Regions from separate parts of the Ovis aries genome. Here region 1 is linked to region 2. The links are chromatin contacts, called in public Hi-C maps. All regions are on one chromosome and are shown on one strand. Each heading gives the region's core, a stretch centred on a gene start, on an enhancer-like site or on the middle of the called end of the contact. The rest is flanking DNA. Distances are from core to core; before and after follow the strand shown. Region 1 holds the start of SRP9 (signal recognition particle 9). Region 2 overlaps LOC121820766.

Evidence for each region. Hi-C and Micro-C count contacts between places; a contact is called where the count stands out from the background.
Region 1: a contact with region 2 is called in a Hi-C map of tail adipose tissue, with 4 times the contacts expected there. The contact joins the promoter of SRP9 here to the enhancer-like site in region 2. A contact is called at or near these places in 5 of 16 Hi-C or Micro-C datasets (hypothalamus, muscle, omental adipose tissue and 2 more).

Annotation. Positions count from the first base shown.
Region 1 is chr12:28,086,897-28,091,626 of ARS-UI_Ramb_v3.0, forward strand. SRP9 (signal recognition particle 9) reads left to right here and starts at 1,763. Exons shown (of 3, transcript XM_004013626.5): 1 at 1,763-1,953. The coding sequence starts at 1,882. LOC121820768 (a long non-coding RNA gene) reads right to left here and starts at 2,270. Exons shown (of 2, transcript XR_006061455.2): 1 at 2,212-2,270; 2 at 1-2,135. LOC132657456 (a long non-coding RNA gene) reads left to right here. Exons shown (of 4, transcript XR_009595667.1): 4 at 1-476.
Region 2 is chr12:27,787,967-27,792,809 of ARS-UI_Ramb_v3.0, forward strand. LOC121820766 reads left to right here. Exons shown (of 2, transcript XR_006061452.1): 2 at 98-753. Among named protein-coding and RNA genes, the nearest start is that of LBR, 39 kb to the left of the region's middle. Within about 2 kb of position 2,650, at least 11 of the 54 cell types and tissues checked have an H3K27ac peak or open chromatin away from gene starts, as enhancers often do.

The DNA of each region.
Region 1 (4,730 bases), core at 513-3,012, 300 kb after region 2:
AAGAAAGGATTGAGGGACTTCCCTGGTGGTCCAGTGGCTAAGACTCCGTACTCCCAATGCAGGGGGCCCAGCCTCCATCCCTGATCAGAGAAAGAGATGCCACGTGCCGCAAGGAAGACCCAGTGCAAGGAAATAAAGAAATAAATATAGATGAATATATTTTAAAAATTAAAAAAAAATAAAGGATTGTCAGCTGGACTGGGCAATATGAAGGTCACTAGTGACTCTGAGAGCAGTTAGTGACCTTGTGAAAGCAACTTCATTTGAGAGTTGAGGTGGGGACAGAGTAGAAGGTACTATGGTGGGAATGAGATTGAATGGGAAGCAAGGGCACGGAAACAATCATAGGAGGTAACCAACTTAGGTGAAAGAATAAAAGCTTTCACTTTTGACCTTGCACAGGCTGGACTTCACCAATTCAGCTTTCCTACAGCCACTAGTGACGTGTTCTAAAAATAAAAATTAATCATACCGCGTCCTGTTGTGATTAACATCTGCCGGCTCTCCACTTGCTGAACAATGGAGAGCAAAGTCCAGGGCCGATGTGTTTAGTATAACTTACTTTCTATAATTGTATTTATTTATTTTTGGCTGTACTGGGTCTTCCTTGCTCTGCGACGGCTTTCTCAAGTTCTGGCGGGCGGGGCATTGCTCTTTGTTTCCTTGTGGTGCTTGGGGCTTCTAACTGTGGTGGCTTCTCTTGTTTTAGCGCACAAGCTCTAGGGCGCAGTCTCAGTAGTTGTGGGGCAGGGGCTTAGTGGCTCACCGGCATGTGAGATCTTCCCGGGACCAGGGATAGAAGCTGTATCTTCTGCATTGGCAGGCGGATTCTTTACCACTGAGCCGCCAGGAAAGCCTTAAAACTGATGTTTTACTATACATAAAATATACTTCAACTTGATTAAAGAAAAATACCCTTCTACCTCACTCCATAGCCTGGAGAACAAAGTTCAAATTTCTTCCGGCTTAAGTGATATGATTTCTTCCCATTCTTCCCCCGTGCCCCAAATACGTGCTTGCGTCCTAAGTCGCTTCGGTCCTATCTGACTCTTTGCAACTCTATGGCTATTCTGTCCATGCGATTCTGCAGGCAAGAACACTGGAGTGGGTTGCCATGCCCTCCGGAGAAGGCAATGGCACCCCACTCCAGTAGTCTTGCCTGGAGAATCCCAGGGACGGGGGAGCCTGGTGGGCTGCCGTCTATGGGATCGCACAGAGTCGGATACGACTGAAGCGACTTAGCAGCAGCAGCAGCAGCAGCAGCCATGCCCTCCTCCAGGGGATGCCCACATTAAATACACTACGGATCTAAAATAGGCCTCCTGCCCTGCCCACCTGTTTAACACCCGTCATGTTTCTCAAGATTCAACTTGTGTCATCCCCGTTAGCGTCCTCTAGACACAGATGTCTATCATAGAAAGCTCTCCATTGCACTCTTCTGTTTTTGTCTCGCCTTTTACTAAGCTGTAAGCGAGACAGCTCCAGCGCTTATCACTAAGCCGCTCTATCTTTGCTGAAGAAACCTGGGCTTTATCGTTGTCGTCCAGCCAGAAGGACAGCGGGACAGATCCTCCTCCAGTCCTACAAGGGGCGCTGTGGCAACCTCCATCGTCTCTCCTCTCTCCACCTCTTCGGACCCTCTCCCAGACTCACACGCTTGGGGCTCCGCCTCCTATGCAACATCCCTCCTTCCCATTGGGCAAGAACGATCCAGGCTGACCAATGGAGCGAGGCGTTGGTGCGAGGCGGCGCCGCCATCCTTGAGCTTCTGGGCCCCTGTCTCGGTAGCCGGCTGTGGGAGTTAGGGAGGTAGGTGGGCCGTGCTGCGCCGCCTCCGGTCCACAGCCGTGCCTCTTTCTGTCCTTCTGCCGCGGTCCCACGATGCCGCAGTACCAGACTTGGGAGGAGTTCAGTCGCGCAGCGGAGAAACTCTACCTCGCCGACCCAATGAAGGTAAATCGCAGGCGGAGCCAGTGTCTCTGTCCTAGCTCGGGTCAGGATGTCTTCTCTGGCGTCCGCTCGGCCTCCGGAGCTTCTGCAGCATCCTAGGAGGTGCTGTGTGTGAAGAGAGACGGACTCCGCGCGAAGTCCGATTGTTCTTTTCGTCTCTTCTCTTAAGAAGGGCCCAGTGAAGCCTGAAACCAGCAAAATCAGGGTCAAGTCAGGGCTCTAAGAAGCCTTCCCCCGCCTACAATCCCTGAGCTTCCCTACCGTTGGTTTACGTGTCTCTAAGGGCAGGGCTCCTCCCCTCTGCAGCTTCGGCTTCCTGTGGCGCTTCAGTTCAGTTTCAGTTCAGTCGCTTAGTCGTGTCCGACTCTTTGCGACACTATGGACTGCACCACGCTAAGCTTCCCTGTCCATCACCAACTCCCGGAGCTTACTCAGACTCAGTGTCCATCGAGTCGGTGATGCCATCCAACCATCTCATCCTCTGTCGTCCCCTTCTCCCGCCTTTCCCAGGTCTTTCCCAGCATCAGAGTCTTTTCAAATGAGTCAGTTCTTCGCATCCGGTGGCCAAAGTATTGGAGTTTCAGCATCAGTCCTTCCAGTGAATATTCAGGACTGATTTCCTTTAGGATGGACTGGTTGGATCTCCTTACAGTTCAAGGGACTCTCAAGAGTCTTCTCCCAAGAGTCTTCTCCAACACCGCAGTTCAGAAGCATCAAAGACCCTCATTTGGAGGCATCTACCTCCCGCAGATTAGTGGTTCTTAATATTTTGGAGGTTAGTGCCCTTTAAGAGTAGGAGAATGCACTTAACACATAAATGTTTGTAAACAGTTTTAGGGGGTCCGTGGATCCCTGTGGCCTTCATTGGAGGCTCAGACAGTAAAGAATCTGCCTGCAATGCAGGAGACTCGTGTTTGATCCCTGGGTCAAGTAGATCCCTTGGAAAAGGGAATGGCAACCCACTCCAGTATTCTTGCCTGGAGAATTCCAGACAGAGGAGCCTGGTGGGACTAGAGTCCATGGGGTCACAAAGAGTCGGACACAAAGTGAGCGAGTAACACACACACATGGATCCCTGTAATTCATTCATGGCCCCCATAAAATTATAATAAGCTAACCTCTGACATCGGCTTATCATAATTTTACCAGGGCCGTGAATGAATTACAGGGATCCGTGTGTGTGTTAGTAACCAGAGAAGTTGCAAGGACAAGAATTTAGCATTTGGGTCTTGATTTTTCTTCCTCTTGGTTTTTATTGTCATCTAAATATTATTTGAAATATTGAAAAGCCCTGCTAGCTTTTTAGACCTAGATAAGTAACAAGCCAGAAACAGTCTTAGTTCCATTCTTTGCAATAAAGTGATGTAATAGTAATAAATAATAAAATGAATTAGATACTTGTGAAATTGAGTACTTTGTTTATGACACAATTTCTGGCTCCTCCATTTGGTTGATTTTGTTCGTAGGACCATTTGTTTTCTTTAAGCAGTGTACCGTGAGGACTATACAGGACTTTTGTAGAAGTACCCACAGTGTAAACTAATATTTGGAAAGATAGTAAAGAATATACAAATCCACAGTAAGAGTAATAATACTATAAGAATGTGGTCATAGTTATAGGGAAAATGAAAATAAAATGATTATTATTGAGCATTGCTATGAACAAAGCATGTGTAGAATAGACAGGGGAGGGAGAACCTGAGTTCTTTTCAGAAAATTCCAGTGACCTAAAAACTTGTGCCTTTTCATGATAACCTTCACTGGGTTTTAACTGATTTTTTTTTGATAGGCTGGTAAAGGGATGAGTGGGAAGAGAGCTTGACTGACAGTTGTATTGAATACCTTCCATGTATACAGTTGACAATCCCTTGAGGTAGTTGAATGAACAGTCTTAGATACATTAAATGATTTGCCTGGTGATCATTAAGAGATTAGGCTAAAATTTGAACCCACATCTCTAAACACTGTGTTCATGCTGTTTCTACCAGTCTATACTGCTGAAACTAAAGAAGAAAAGAAATTTTGTCAGAACTCTTTGGGATCTGTTTTACAGAATTCTTTGTCTTCTCTTCCTCTTGATCATATTTATCACCTTTTACCTTTCTCCATTGCATCCGCTCTAAGTAAAGATGGTATTATTGCTAGACCATGTAATAACCTCTTTGTCTGCCTGCTTTTAAAATTCCTTCTTCATTCTCATACATACTGCAGCTATCTCAGACACAAAAATTGAATTCCCAGTTTCCTGTTTTAAAACTAGTTCTTCACTGATTGCTGGTAAAAGTCCCACCTTCCAGGCCCCAGTCTGACCCTCTCTCCAGTCTTGTTGGCTTTGTCTCCCACCATTTCCACCATCCTCAGCCCTAGCTAGCCTCAGAAAGCTACAGGATGCATCATATCTTCATTCAGACTGCTGCTTCAGCCTTTCTCCTAACTTCTTCCCTAAAAGAAAGAAAACAAAAAATGCATTTCTGCAGCCATTTCCATAAATTCTTTTTACACTTTCCCTTCCCCCAATCTAAATTACTTGTTTCCTCCTTTAGCATTTTATGTGTATATGTCTTTCTAGGACTTAATTCATGTTGTCTTATGTTTTGATTATTTAAGTTGGTTGAATTACTAAAAAAGCAAGAACCTTGACTTCTTTTTCTTCTTAGTGGTGTCTGACATGGTAACGTAGGTGCTTTCTAATTTACCAATAGAAAGGGGATTGGGGCTTCCCAGGTGGCGCTGGTGGTGAAGAACTCGCCTGCCAATACAGGAGACTTAGCGGGTTCCAG
Region 2 (4,843 bases), core at 1,400-3,899:
TGTGCCAGGCACTTACAGAATGGAGAACTTAATATGTGTAGTTAAATCTTCAACACAACCCCCTAAAGTAGGTACTGATAGTATCAATCTCATTTAGCCAGTTTCACATCGAAGCACAGAGAAGCTGAGTCACTTGCTGAAGGTCACACAGCCAAAGCCATATCCTCTCCACCGCTCTACTGTGCCGCCTCCAAAGAAACAAGGGTCACCATGAACTGCATGAACCCCCCAGATGTGTCTTCTACCCTTAGCTACCCCTCTCACAATAACTTGACAAGTCACCAGGGAAGGCAGGCAGGAAGACGGCAGATGGGTTGCTGTTATGCAACCTCACAATTCCCGGAGGAAACAGAACCCAGCAACGAAGTAACCCGCCTGGAGCCACTGCAGCTGAGGAGGTCTGGGGCCATCTGGGGCCTAGAGGAGGGGTGTGTTTCTCGCTCTCCCCATCCTTGGCAACCGCAGGGGGTGCTCCTGGCCCGTGTGGGTGCAGCAAAGACTGTCCCTGTTTGTATCTTCCTGGGGGGCATCGGGCGCCAGATCAGCACCAACGATGTGCACGGCCTTTGGGATAGATCGATCCGAGTGCTGTGTTCGGGTTCTCCAGGTCTTCAGGTCCTGGCGCTATGGGTTTGGAGCAAGAGTGAGGTCTGCTTCAGAAACTTGCAGGCACCTGCAGGGCCGACCTGCGGGAGCCGCCCTTTCTGTGGCTGGAGCAGCTGAGCTCATTTCCTGTCTCAGTTCTGCTCTGGGCTGAGGGGGCGGGGGAGGCGGGGGAGGGGGCAGGCGGGGGCTGGGGGCGGCCCTGGCGCGTGCTTCCGCAGAGGATGGGTGTGCCCGGGGCGGGGCGGGATTGCGCGAGCAGGAGGTGCTGGAGGGGAGGGGGCATTGCTGGGGCAGTTCTGACCCTTTCACTTCCTTTCGTGGAGGTGGTGGATGGATGGAGGTCTGGACAGACGGGCTAGTGGGGCTCTCAGAGGCGCTGGGGGCTGAGGTCCGGGTTGCCCGGGAAGAGTCAGAGCCCTGCGATTGACCGCCCAGCTTGGAGAAGTGTAAGGAGCTTTCTGGGGCCCTTGCTCTGGGGAAGGGACATTGTTCTTTGGCATGTTCTTTCAAACCAGAAAAAAGGAAGTTGAGCCCTAGCCAGAGACTCCACTTAGACCTGCAGGCATGTCCCAAGGGGTCAGGGAACTGAGAGCTGCCAGGTAGAGACCACCTCCCGCCTGACATGGTCAAGCTGGCGTAATGCGAAGGAAAAAAGAGGAATGGGTTTTTCTTTTCTGAGAACAGTGAGCAGGCCTGATCACTCCTAGGTTCACTTTCACTGTTACTAGTCTGTTGTCTATGACTGAGTTTGCTTTTCTGCCTCTTAGCTCTGCATAAGCTTCATTCTGCATCTGTTGTCCTTTGACTCTATGCTAATTACATCCTGTGTCTGTTCTCACCTTTACAGCACTCTCTTCCTCGCTTTTTTTTTTTTTCCTCTCTTTTTGCGTTATACAAAGAAAGCCCAGTACAAGTCACAAAAGACAATGGACCCAACTACCGGGCTACCTGATGCCAGCCTCGACTGTTTTTGAAACAATACAAGAATTATACAAACTCTTTATAACTTTGTTCCTCATCACCAACCCAGAGCTTGGAACCCTCATCTATATAATCCCCTAGACTCCCCCTGGGAGAGGGGCACAATTCTTCAGGCATGATCCTGCTGCATCTTCCCTCCGCCGGCAGAAGATTAAAACCACCTTTCTATTTCCTCCAAATTCTGTCTCCATGTTTTTTATCTGGCTTCGGTGGGTAGAGAATGCCAAGATTTTGGCGACATCAAAGCTGGATGTCCCATCGAGGGGGCCCAGCTGAAAAGCGACGGTTGTAGGGTAAGAGACAGAGAGAGAGAGTGTGTGTGTGTGTGTGTCTTGCAGGGGGTATGTCTCCAAAATCACACACCTGTGCTCCCTGTGGTCTTTCCAGAAACACACAGGAACTGTGAAGAGCCACTCGCTCCCCTTCATCTTGGCAGGCGAGGTCTTCAGAGATCCCTGGCACCCATACCCCGCCAGAAACAGGAGGGGTTTGTGTGAGATGATCCCTAAAGGGCTCCCACCTCTGACCCCCAAGACCATGAGGTGAACCCCTGGACTGTGTGCAGAAAATGCAAGGAGGAGGAGGGAGCAAGCCAGATTCCAGGAGGGCTTGTTTAGGAGTGAGCCCTGGGTCTGCCCACAACTTCTAATTAGAGGCAGGGTACTGGATCCGCATTTTCATCAGCTCACACTAAAATCTGAAACATACCACACTGACCCTTAAGAGATTCCGATAAGCCACACCTTCCCATCTTCTGCTTCCCCTGGTCCCCCAGGTCTGTCCTGCTGTCTCTTGATTTCATTCCGTCTCTGCCCAGATGTCCCTCAGAGAGGTCTTTCCTGGCCTCTTGATCTAACAGGTAAGTCATCATGCAGTGTAGGTTTGTTCCATGCAATGTGTGGGAAGTACTTGTACTTAAAAAAAAATCAATTGTTGTGAACCTAAGACTGAAATTGAACTGGGCATCCTGTATTTTTATTGCTAAATCTGGCAGTCCCAAGGCACGGGGACTCTGTGTCCCCAACCCCCTGACAGTGGGGCCGTTCGCTAGTTGAAGTTGCCAGGAGCAGCCACCACCCCTGCCCCTTCCCCTGAAAAGAAGGCACGTCCTCTTCCTTGGCATCCTGCTTGGGAATTTCTGTGCTAGAAACAAAACCTAAAGGCTTTCTCCTGAATGAATTCTTTTCCTTTGGGCTTCCCAGGTGGTGGGAAAGCTTTTTATACTCTTGGTTGTACATAGAGATCAATGGATAATACAAAATTATGCACCATCAGCAGCCCTGACTCTTATCGAGACCAGGCTTTCTCTCTGCATACCTAGCTGTATACACAAGTCTTAGGTGATTTACATCATCTTCTGGCCAGAAGGCCAATTAACATTTTACGGCCCTTTTCTGATAAGGGCCTGTCAACCGAAAACTTATTTGCCTTAATAGTGTTGTTCTTCCCAAAGTCTGGTACCACTCTCAGAAAGCACTAAATAAAGTTACATTCTTACATAGCAAGGACACAACAATTTATAACAAAGAAAGAGCAGTACAGTGATTTATAACAAAGAGAAAATTAACTCAAAAGTCTAGTGTTGCTAACATCAAAAACTACTATATTCCTTTTTCTATATCCCAATTTGCCGGGGTCCAGCCCCGGTGGATCCAGGGTGATTCGAAGGTGGGGACGGAGTCGGCGTCCTGGAAAAAACTTATTTAATTACAGATACAGAGGGAGATTAGAAACAGATAGTGTAGTAGGAGAATTAGTGGAGAAAAGAGGCTGAATAACTGGTTTACATGGAATACCAACCACCACCTACGTAGGCCACAGGCGTCTTTCCATTCTCCCAAAGGAGAGGTGGCACTGAGGCCTCCCTGGTCCGATCTCAGAAACCCAAGCAGAATTAGCAGGCGTGGTGAGTACCCACATTTCAGATGGGAATTCAGCCAGGAAAACGGGGAGCGAGAAAGAAATGACACGGGGGAATCAGTCTTTCCAGAAACTGATCCGATTTCTATATTTTTCAGGTTTGTTTATATACCTTTTTGTTATACATAGGGATGAATAGAGAGTCACGCGGGGGTCAGCAGACCTGACCCTTGTCACAATCAGGTGCTTCATATAAAATTATACAAAGGTCTTATGAGTTTCATCATCTTTTAGCCATGAGGTCTGCTGACATTTTATGGCCCTTTCTGATACCGGTCAGTTAACCAGAAAACTTATTTTTTCCAGGGGTGATTTTTTCTTAAATCAGGCGCCACCCTCCAAATAAAGTTGCATTCCTATAGGGTGAGGGTGTAGGGAGTTACAATCAAGAAAGGAATTTACTTAACCTAAGGTTTAACATGATTAATCTTAAAGGTTAATACTTATTTCTCCTATATGCTAGTTATATTCATTATAAGGGCAGGAATATGAAGTTTTAGCAGCAAATATTGGCTCAACAAATGTAAACCGTTTACCAATGTTCCCCTTAAGATCTATTTTGTCTTAAGATAGTGATAAAGTTACATAGCATAGTGATTTATAACAAAGTACAGTGATCTATAACAAAAGAAGATTCATTAACTCAAAAGTCTAGTATTGCTAACATCAAAAAACTACTATATTTCCTTTTCTATATTCCAAATACATTGATTGATATATTCCCAGGTGCCTAAGGATATGGAGGCCTGATGGCAATCGTTGACTCATCAATGAAAAAAGCCCTATGCTAATACTCCAAACTCTCTGTGCTGTTTATGGCTGAGAGGCTGTCACACAAGCTAGTCTGTCAGCAGAGAGGTTTGACCTGAGACATCCTTGTCACACCCAGGGCAGGGAATTAGCAGTAATTATTGGCACGACAAATGAAGAAAAAACCTTTCACCAATATAATTCCTAATCATCCTACTAATACTATACTAATGATCTTCTAACTTCTCAAAAGAGTCTGAATTTAGAAAAAATATCCCGTGCCTCTCACAGTTGGGAGGCTGTAAACAATCACATGTGGCCGGACGAGCCTGATCAGGCAGGCCAGAGAAACTTCAGAGTTCGTAAGTTGAAACACTCTTATCACGCCCAGGAATTTTTATTAACTGGAGCTGCAAGTTAACTCCTTCTTTGAGAGAAATGGTTATGGGGGAGAGCTCCCCGTAAAGTACTCTGGTTTTGGGGTGGATGCTCGGGAACAGGGGGTTTCCTGAGGCTTGATCACGCCTTTGCGTATGTCAAGCTTCCTTCCTCATGGCCTTTGCCATGGGCGGAGTTCCTCACGCTG